2 separate regions of the Mus musculus genome follow, and region 1 is linked to region 2. The links are chromatin contacts, called in public Hi-C maps. All regions are on one chromosome and are shown on one strand. The core of a region is the stretch at or near the end of the contact, and the rest is flanking DNA. Distances in the headings are between cores, read along the strand shown. Region 1 overlaps Gm35940 (a long non-coding RNA gene). Region 2 overlaps Mir100hg (Mir100 Mirlet7a-2 Mir125b-1 cluster host gene).

Region 1 (4,312 bases), core at 1,722-4,221, 290 kb before region 2:
GTTTACATCAAACAGGATGCTCTTATCAGTCTTAAGCCAACAACAAGGTCAGGCCATCTAACCTGTGAACCATGATGCACAATAAAAAGCCATATAGTTTCTTTTTCTGTTGCACCCTGACTTATAGGAGGAGGAATTTATTTTGTCTCATAAGGTATAGTCCATTATGGTGGATATTTTAAGGCAGAAAGAGCTTGAAGCATCTGGTCACATCACATCCACAATGGCAAAGTAGAGGTCCATGTATGCAGAACTCAGTTCACTTTCTCCTATTCAGTTCAGGATTCCAGCCTAGGGAATGATGCTGCCCTCAGTAGGCAAATCTCCCCACCTCCATGAATACAATCAAGGCCATCCCACACAGTCATAGCCAAAAGCTCATCTCCCAGGTATTTCTAGATTCTGTCAAGTTGGTGGTTAATGAAAACTACCATGCACCAGGTATTTTATAATGAAGGAATTTGAAATTGATTACTTTTTTTTTTAATCTGCCAAGGAACTACCTGATAGTACCAGAGAGAATGAAAGTAATGCTGGCAGGCTAACTCTCTGCCAGTCCTGTTCCATCCCAAGGGTTAGAAGCTTATACTTGCTGAAGACAGGTAAAGTAGAAAGGAGCATTTTAATAAACAGACCATCAAGACCAGCGTTACTCATCAAGGAGACATTCTCGCTCTTGCTCTCTCATAACCAACTGTATAAAGTAGCCCACTTTCTTCTTAATCATATCCAAAGGCTCAACCAACATTAATAGATCTATATGATTTATTAAGGAGATCACAGAGTTGCACTAGAAAGCACTCAACCAATCTTTTGCACCTTAAAGAGAACTTTTAGGTGTGGGCATACAGAACTGATCATCGTTGCCACAAGATCCGCTTCTTTAATTGTGCTCTGGTTATAAAGTGATTCTGAGAAATGTTATCAAAGAGTTGGGAGGAGAGACACGGAGGTCCTGAACGATGGAAAGTGACATCATAGAGGCAAAGGTCGCAGGTGCGGGACCCTGAGACTTAGACACAGAAGTGCTTGCTGTCTTACTGGTCCCTCCACATGAAGATGAAAGAATTATCCTGTCAGTAGAGTGTGATGGTCAGAAAAATGCGTTCTCTTAATTAATTAATGACACTGGCTCTGTCCGAATCAATCTGTGGGAGATGGAATGCATCTCTGAGGTGAAGCATTATGGCTTTATGTGGAAGCAGACAAGCAGGGCGAGAGATTTTAAATACTGTCCATCCCCAGCATTAAGTGCCCCAGTTCTGATGAGAATCTGGTTTTCCAGACTGTTACTTCATCCCAGGTATTTGTTCCACTTCATCAATATATAACTATAATGTAGATTATATATACACACATATATATATACACACATATATACATATATATGTGTGTGTGTGTATATACATAAATATATATTTAAAGTGTAGCATTTATTGCCTTAAAAGGCTGAGGGAGACATGGCAAATAGTAAAGTGGTTCAACGTTGATAAACCGGATTGGCATGACTATATAACCCAAGGAAGAATTTAAATCTTCTAATCTCTAAGTTTCCCCTTCCATATAATGGTGAAATTAAGGGTATAGTCAGTTTATGTACATAAAAGTCATGCCAGTGTGGCACAATTGTCTCTTTCAACACCTTAGTTGTTGCTTTGTGTGTGTGCAGAGTGTAGTGATGGAAGGCGGCTTGATGCTTCACACACTTGATCTAAGGTCCTACATGTTTATCATCTCCTAATTAGAATCCTCAAGAAGTCACTACATGCATTAAAAACAAAAAACAAAACAGAACAAAACAACTGGTTGTCCAATCATTCTCGGCTTGCTCCTACAGAACATTCAAAAAGGTCTGAAGGTTATGAGGCCATTGACAGGCAGAGCAAAGGAGAAAGGACTGTTTCAGAGCGACCGTGGTTTATCTTGATCTCCGACAGTCTGAACACAGTGTAGAAAGTGAGAGGGTCCATCTGCCTGATTGAGTTCATTAGACAGAAGCCCCATTTCCCTCATTTGGGCAAAGTTCTAGCACTGGGTCTCCAGGCTCGACCTGAACTTTAAGGCAATTAGGCTTTTGGCTGCCTGTCTTCTTGTCCGGGCTATGTTCTTATGCCAGCCCTTAGGAGGCTGCATGTTTCACTCTTCCCTGTGTCTGCAGCTATTCCAACAGTCCAGCAGCCAAATCTTGGCTGTCTATGTCAAAAGTTCTCATTGCATTCCCTTCCAGGCCCACAGGTTTTCATGCTATGGAAAGTATATAAGCCGCCTTGTTCCTGCCTTTCTCGCTCTCCTGCTTTACTGATGAATTGTAACACAGCTCCATTTCTCCCTTCTTCATGGGTTTTCTCTTCTCAGTAGGGCAGGGGAAAACTTTCTTTAAAAGCAACTCCTGGAACATCTCAATCCTTTGGTTCTGCTTGGATCAGAGTAGCCAGTCATTTCCCCATGGTCCTTGGTGGTTTGGTGGTTCTGGCACCGCTTGGGATGATGGAATCTCACTCGGAAATGCTTGCTATGAGGCGTGGCTCAAGCCACTTTCTCTTTCTTCCAGCCAACAGCAAAGCAGCCTGCATTCCTGTGACATTGCTGTGTTTGGGACAGATCCTTTGAAAAGGAAGTGTCCCAACTGGATTTATAGCCATGTTCCTTCTCCATATGTTTATCAACCAAGTTCTTGTGTCCCTCTTGCTCTGCGGGGAGTCTTGAGGCTCCTTTACATCAATGTTTTACATTCTTTCCTGTTTTTCCCCACTCACTCTGAATCCTTAGAGCCCATCCTTTCTTAAGTAGCTCTTCTGTGTCTAGAATCCTGCTTTTCACTATCCTGGCTTTCCATCCCTTCCACGAACTCTTAGCATGGTACCATGGTGCCCTGGAAGGAACATTGAGTGGGTGGCTACATAACTGTGTGACCTCGGGCATGCTACACCACTGCTTTGGGTCTTTGCCTTTTTCTTCTAAACACATGGACTGAATCAAATTATGTTTAAGGGGCCCTTCCTGCTGGGGAAGCATGCTGTGAAGTGTGGGGACTTTCAAAAGCCCTGGAATGCATTGCTCAGCGGAAAATTAGTTGAATCAGTTTGTGGTAGTCTATGATAACAATTCTGGTGACCCTGATCTTCTGACCCAATAGGCTGACTTCTTCCTTCAGTATTCTTCTTAATGCTATCTTAAGATAGACTTTGTGAGTTTCCCAGCTTCATGTGTTACCATTTCTGGCTCTTTCTTATTGATCAGTTCATCACTGGCCACTGAACACAAGTTTTGAAAGTCTTTCATAGTCTGCTTTCTCTTCAGATCTTATAAATCTTTCATTTAAACAAAGTTTTTTTTTCATTCATTCACTCATCCATTTGTTCTCCATTGTACTAGACACTGTCTACAGCTCAGGGAATTGATGCTCAAAGAAATTTAATTTTATTGTTTAAATACTGTTTAGAAAGGACAGCTTTTATCTGCATGTGTCAGTATTGTTTTTAAAACTGTCTTTCAGTTCATTGTATTGGTTTAGAGAGCAAATAAAAAATAAACAAACAAAACCCAGAACTTATTAAAAAAAAGATTTATTCAATTTGGGAGTAAGTATTTCAGGCTGGCTGCAGGTTCCCATGGAAATATTTTGATTCAAATCACTGGATCTGAATCAAACATTAGGGCTTCACTTGGAAACATGGGCCTCACTTAAATCTTCATTGTTACACCTTAAGAATGTCACTTTTTAACATTGCTATAATGACAGATGGGCTGAGTAGGTGTGTGATTCTTACAGTAAGAAAATTAAGGCAGGCACTGCTCAGGAAGATTTTTCTTTGGCTTCTTTATAGTGATTCAGTGAGAAGTAGGCATGAAAAATTACATTGAAGGTAAAACCTCAATATTATGGTCTTCTTTCTTAGTGCTCTATTGCTGTGAAAAGACAGGATGGCCATGGGCATTCATATATGCACATGTATACACACATGCACACACACACACACACACTTAACTGAAATTACAGTTCAGAGGTTTCATCCATTATCATGGTAGAAGCATGACAGCACACAGGTATTCATGGTGCTGGAAATGAAGCTATGAACTTCACGTGTGGATCCACAGGCAGCAGGAAGACAGAGCAACTAGGCCCATCTCCAGTGACACACTTCCTTCAATTAGGCCACACCTCCTAATCCTTTCAAATAGTGCCACTCCTTGATGTCTACACGTTCAAATATAAGATCTTCAAACCCGTCTCTTCAAACCACCACATCAGGCCTTTAGCTTCTTAAAACATGGGTGTAGCTGAATGTGGGGATCAGAAAATTTTAGCAGT
Region 2 (4,312 bases), core at 647-3,146:
ATGTTCTATATGAAACCCAGGCTGCCTCTTAAGGAAGGGCCAATGCCCATGGATCTAACAGGCTTCACACTTTGCAGTGTCTGTATTTCTTTCCCAGAAATATGACTGCAGCTCAATTCAGTTTTGTTTCTGTTCTGACGGCTGCTATTAATACCCCCCTATTTACAGAACACATACCTCAGAGGAGCTCAAAACATTTACAGAAATTAGCCAAGCCTTGTAACATCCTGTCAAGTGAGCAGGCACTAGATATTACTTTCTTCATTTAAAAAGGAAGAATCCAAGCTATTAAAAGGGCAAATATCTTTGCTTGCCACAGACACAGGACCCTATCGCCCACTCACTTCCAGGGTTCTACTGAAGCTGCCAAATGGGGTAAGTATTTATTTATACTGTGCTCACTAGCTTAGGACTCTGGTGGTTTTCAGACACATACAAGATGCTCTATGACTCCTCATAGGCAGATGTCATTCCACCTTTCCAGGCTTTAATCCCTCCTCCCTCTCCCTCTCTCTGTCTCTCTCCTTCTCTCTTTGTCTCACGCACGCACACGCACACGCACACACATGCTTCCTCCAGTGATGATCAGCATGACTGGTGAGTTTGCAATCATTCAACACCTCTTTCTAGAGCAGTTTCCACCCTCCATTCCCAGACAGCTCCTAGAGTCTATTCCGTTAGCACTCCTCCGGTGAACTTGAAGTCCCAAGAGAAGTCAGGTTGGTGTGAGTTTGTAGTTTCCACAGAGTCCAGCACTTAGCCTGTGAGAATCATAGGAGGTAGTAACACATAAAGAAAGAACTGTTGGTGTTGAGGCAGGGAGGACTATGCTAGTGTCAGGGGGGGGGGGGAAGCCCTGGCAGGATCACTAACTGTTCTTAACTCATCCTCTAAAAGAAGAGTATATCATATTTGCTCTGAAGTTTATAAGGGGACTATTTGTAACTAGTGAAATGCAAATTCATCAGGGGAATGGTGGTCAAAGACAAAACAGTACCTCCATAGTGGGATTCTCTGTAGCTACTATGAAGAAAGACTGGGTCATTCATGGTAGTACACACTGTAATCTCAGAAGTTTAGAGGCTGAGACAGGAGGATTGCTATCAGGTTTCAGGCCATTCTAGGCTACACAGTAAGTTCTGGGCTTGCCTAAAGTGCATGAGCACTGTTTTTGAGAGGAGAGAAGAGGAGAGGAGAGGAGAGGAGAGGAGAGGAGAGGAGAGGAGAGGAGAGGAGAGGAGAGGAGAGGAGAGGAGAGGAGAGGAGAGGAGAGGAGAGGAGAGGAGAGGAGAGGAGAGGAGAGGAGAGGAGAGGAGAGGAAGGGGAGGGGAGGGGAGGGGAGGGGAGGGGGAGAGGAGGGGGGAGAGGAGGGGGGAGAGGAGAGGAGAGGAGGGGAGGGGAGGGGAGGGGAAGGGGGAGAGGGGAGAAGAGGGGAGGGGAGGGAACAATCGATTAAAAGAAAAAAGATAGACACAAAGAACTTAAAGACATATATTAAGGGTAAAAAATGAGCTGCAGACTACTTTCTGATTCTCTGTCTATATTTATATTCTCAGATTTTGTTCTGGTTCATGACAGGTTACCAAAAGGTAGAGAATGAAATAGGCCAGTAACATAAGCTGCATGGACTGTGCACATGGATAGAGTGCTGGAAGAACCATCGTTACTGCTATTGCCATTCTGTGGGTTCAGTGGGGAGGACTGGGATTCCTGTCTCTCCAGTGTCTGGCACACAGAAGAGAGGGGCTGACTGACTGAGCAAAAGAAAATTGCTCAATGACTGACCTAACCAGGAATTAATTGTTGAGTCAGAAAATAAGGACACAAGTATGAATCACAAAGAATCTTATGTATTGTTTGGACATTTGAGTGGAGTGAGGCCACATCATCCTTTGGGAAGTAACAAGGTTAGAAAGTTCAGAGGCTGAGATTCCAGAGGAGTGTTTCTTCAAGTGCAGCCCCAGGACCACCCAGCCAAGTCCCCTGGGAAGTTGAGTAACCATTAAGATTCCTGGGACCCACCCAGTTCTGAACCAGATTCTTTGAGATGGTGATTCAGAAATAGGGGTTGCCTATGAACACAATTCTCTCTCTCTCTCTCTCTCTCTCTCTCTCTCTCTCTCTCTCTCTCTCTCTCTCTCTCCCTCTGTCTCTATCTCCATCTCCATCTGTCTCTGTCTATCTTCTGTCTGTGTCTCTGTGTGTGTCTCTCTCTCTGTCTCTCTCTCTAACTCTCTCTCTCTCTTTCTCTCTCTCTCTCTGTTCCTGCCACTGGTTGTGTGAACTGTATGCATTTAGAATATACAACTTGATGTTCTGTGACATATATATATATATATATACATATATATATATATTAAAATGATCAACTCTAATTACCAGGCTCCATCTGCTTGCTCCTGTCTTACCTCTCCTTCCTTCTGCCTCTCTCCTCTTTCTTCTTCTTCCTTCTTTTTTCTCCTTGCTTCTTTTCCTCTCTCTCCCTCCTTGCTTTTTTGCTTCCCTCTCCTTCTTTCGCCTTTCCTCTCTTTATCTCTGTCTCTCTTCTGTCTTTTTCAATGGAAAAAAAACACAGAATTTACCCACTGAGCAAAATCATAACACTGCTAAAATGTCCATCCCATGCAGAAACATACACAGATCAATGTAATCTCTATCAAAACTCCAATGTCATTCACCACAGAATGAGAAAAATGGAAACCCCAAAATTCATCAGGAAACACAGAAGACCCCAAATGCCCAAAGCAATATTGAAAGAAAAAAAAAACCCCAAAGCCAGAGGTATTATACTTCGTTATTTCAAAATATGCTACAAAACCACAATAATCCAAACATTGTGGTTCTACATAAAACCACAGATAGATGCATAGATAAACAGAGCATGATAGAAAGCCCAGAATGATATGCCTTATAGTAAATGTATTATTTTCACAAGGTGGAAAGGATTTACAATGGAGAGACAGACAGACAGACAGACAGACAGATTGACTGACTGACTGACTGACTGACTGACTGACTGACTGACTGCAGGGTTAGGAAATTTGTTTACACACATGCAGAAGAGTGAATTGAACCCTTATCACAAACTATATACAAAATCAACCCAAAATGTAAAACTTAGCTATAATGTATGGAACTCTAAAGCTGCTAGAAAAACCAAACCCAAAGTAAAACAAAGAGAACCCACTTCACTTGCTCACTAAAGCCTGTGTGGGCCAGCTGATTACATGCTGAGGGAATGAAAAAACTAGCCAGCTCTTGAAAAGGATGCACATTGCTGATTCTCACCAAACTTGGGTAGTTCACAGAGCTTGCTCTGAAATGGGCTCCTATTTGTTCTAAGTTGTCTTTGTGCCAGAAGGAGGAAGGCCTTGGGAAGCTGCTTGTTTCAGCGCCTGCAAAGTGACCCTAAGATGACCTTTACTGTGGGTGTACTCCCTTCCTCAAGGCTGGGAGGTGTCTGGAAAAGTCCCACAAGAGCATCATCAGTGAGTGATTTGCCCCTTTGATGTTAGAGGCAAGCAATGGCTGGGTGCTATATGTGTGGAAATCTACAGCAAGACAGACCCTGCAAAGCTCTCGAGAAATTTGCATTTTATGAAGGACCCGGGCTTAGACAGTTTGGACCAAGTAGAGATTGTTATGGCCATAGGATGTGAATTTGGGTTTGAAGTTCCTGATCTAGATGTAGAGAAGTTAATGTGTCCACAAGAAATCATTGGTTACGTTGCAGATAAGGATTGTATGAATCAAATATCAAAGTCTTCGCCCTCTCTCTGAGGACTCAGAGAACATTGTTGAGTATCTTGACACGAGAATACATGGTGACCAATCCCTTCAAACGACAGCAGCCATTTTGGGCTTGAATTTAAACTGTCTGAATAAGGACTCAGACTATTTATCCCTTTGATACAATTTTATCCTTTGAAAATAAATATAGTATAAAACCCAATAGAGGTTATTGATATTGGTCTTGCCAATAAATGTTTTTGGTTATGAAACCAAACGCTTAAGCATAAATAAATAAATAAATAAATAAATAAATAAACAAACAAACAAACAAATGTTTTGCATTGAGGTGAAAAATTTGACCACATAAGGCAGAAGCACCAGAATAAATTAAGCAAATTAAGAGAATAACTTTAGACTATGTGCCTTGTGTGTGCTATGAGGTAGCTCCTTTCCAGCCATAGGTAACAAGTCTCAGAATAGAAGACTTAGCTCTTTTCCGGAGTCTGTTAACCTTTCTGGGATTTCGCTTCTTTGCTGTGATGTACAGGCTGCCTTTGAATGACACTTTCAATGACAGAGT

The links. A called contact is a pair of places that touch in the nucleus more often than the background predicts.
Region 1: a Hi-C map of muscle stem cells shows a contact between it and region 2, with 2.1 times the contacts expected there. The contact joins two enhancer-like sites. A contact is called at or near these places in 1 of 484 Hi-C or Micro-C datasets (muscle stem cells), 4 of 115 datasets of contacts at active chromatin or transcription factors (the NIH/3T3 cell line, embryonic stem cells and fibro-adipogenic progenitors) and 1 of 9 other capture datasets (embryonic stem cells).

The regions. Positions count from the first base shown.
Region 1 is chr9:41,807,695-41,812,006 of GRCm38.p6, reverse strand. The region is part of intron 1 of Gm35940 (a long non-coding RNA gene); the gene reads right to left. Among named protein-coding and RNA genes, the nearest start is that of Gm35940, 4.2 kb to the right of the region's middle. Within about 2 kb of position 2,971, at least 60 of the 459 cell types and tissues checked have an H3K27ac peak or open chromatin away from gene starts, as enhancers often do. A contact at or near this core is called in the NIH/3T3 cell line, fibro-adipogenic progenitors and muscle stem cells, where this site is marked.
Region 2 is chr9:41,512,960-41,517,271 of GRCm38.p6, reverse strand. All of the region lies in intron 3 of Mir100hg (Mir100 Mirlet7a-2 Mir125b-1 cluster host gene), which reads right to left. Among named protein-coding and RNA genes, the nearest start is that of Mir100, 16 kb to the left of the region's middle. Within about 2 kb of position 1,896, at least 54 of the 459 cell types and tissues checked have an H3K27ac peak or open chromatin away from gene starts, as enhancers often do. A contact at or near this core is called in the NIH/3T3 cell line, fibro-adipogenic progenitors and muscle stem cells, where this site is marked.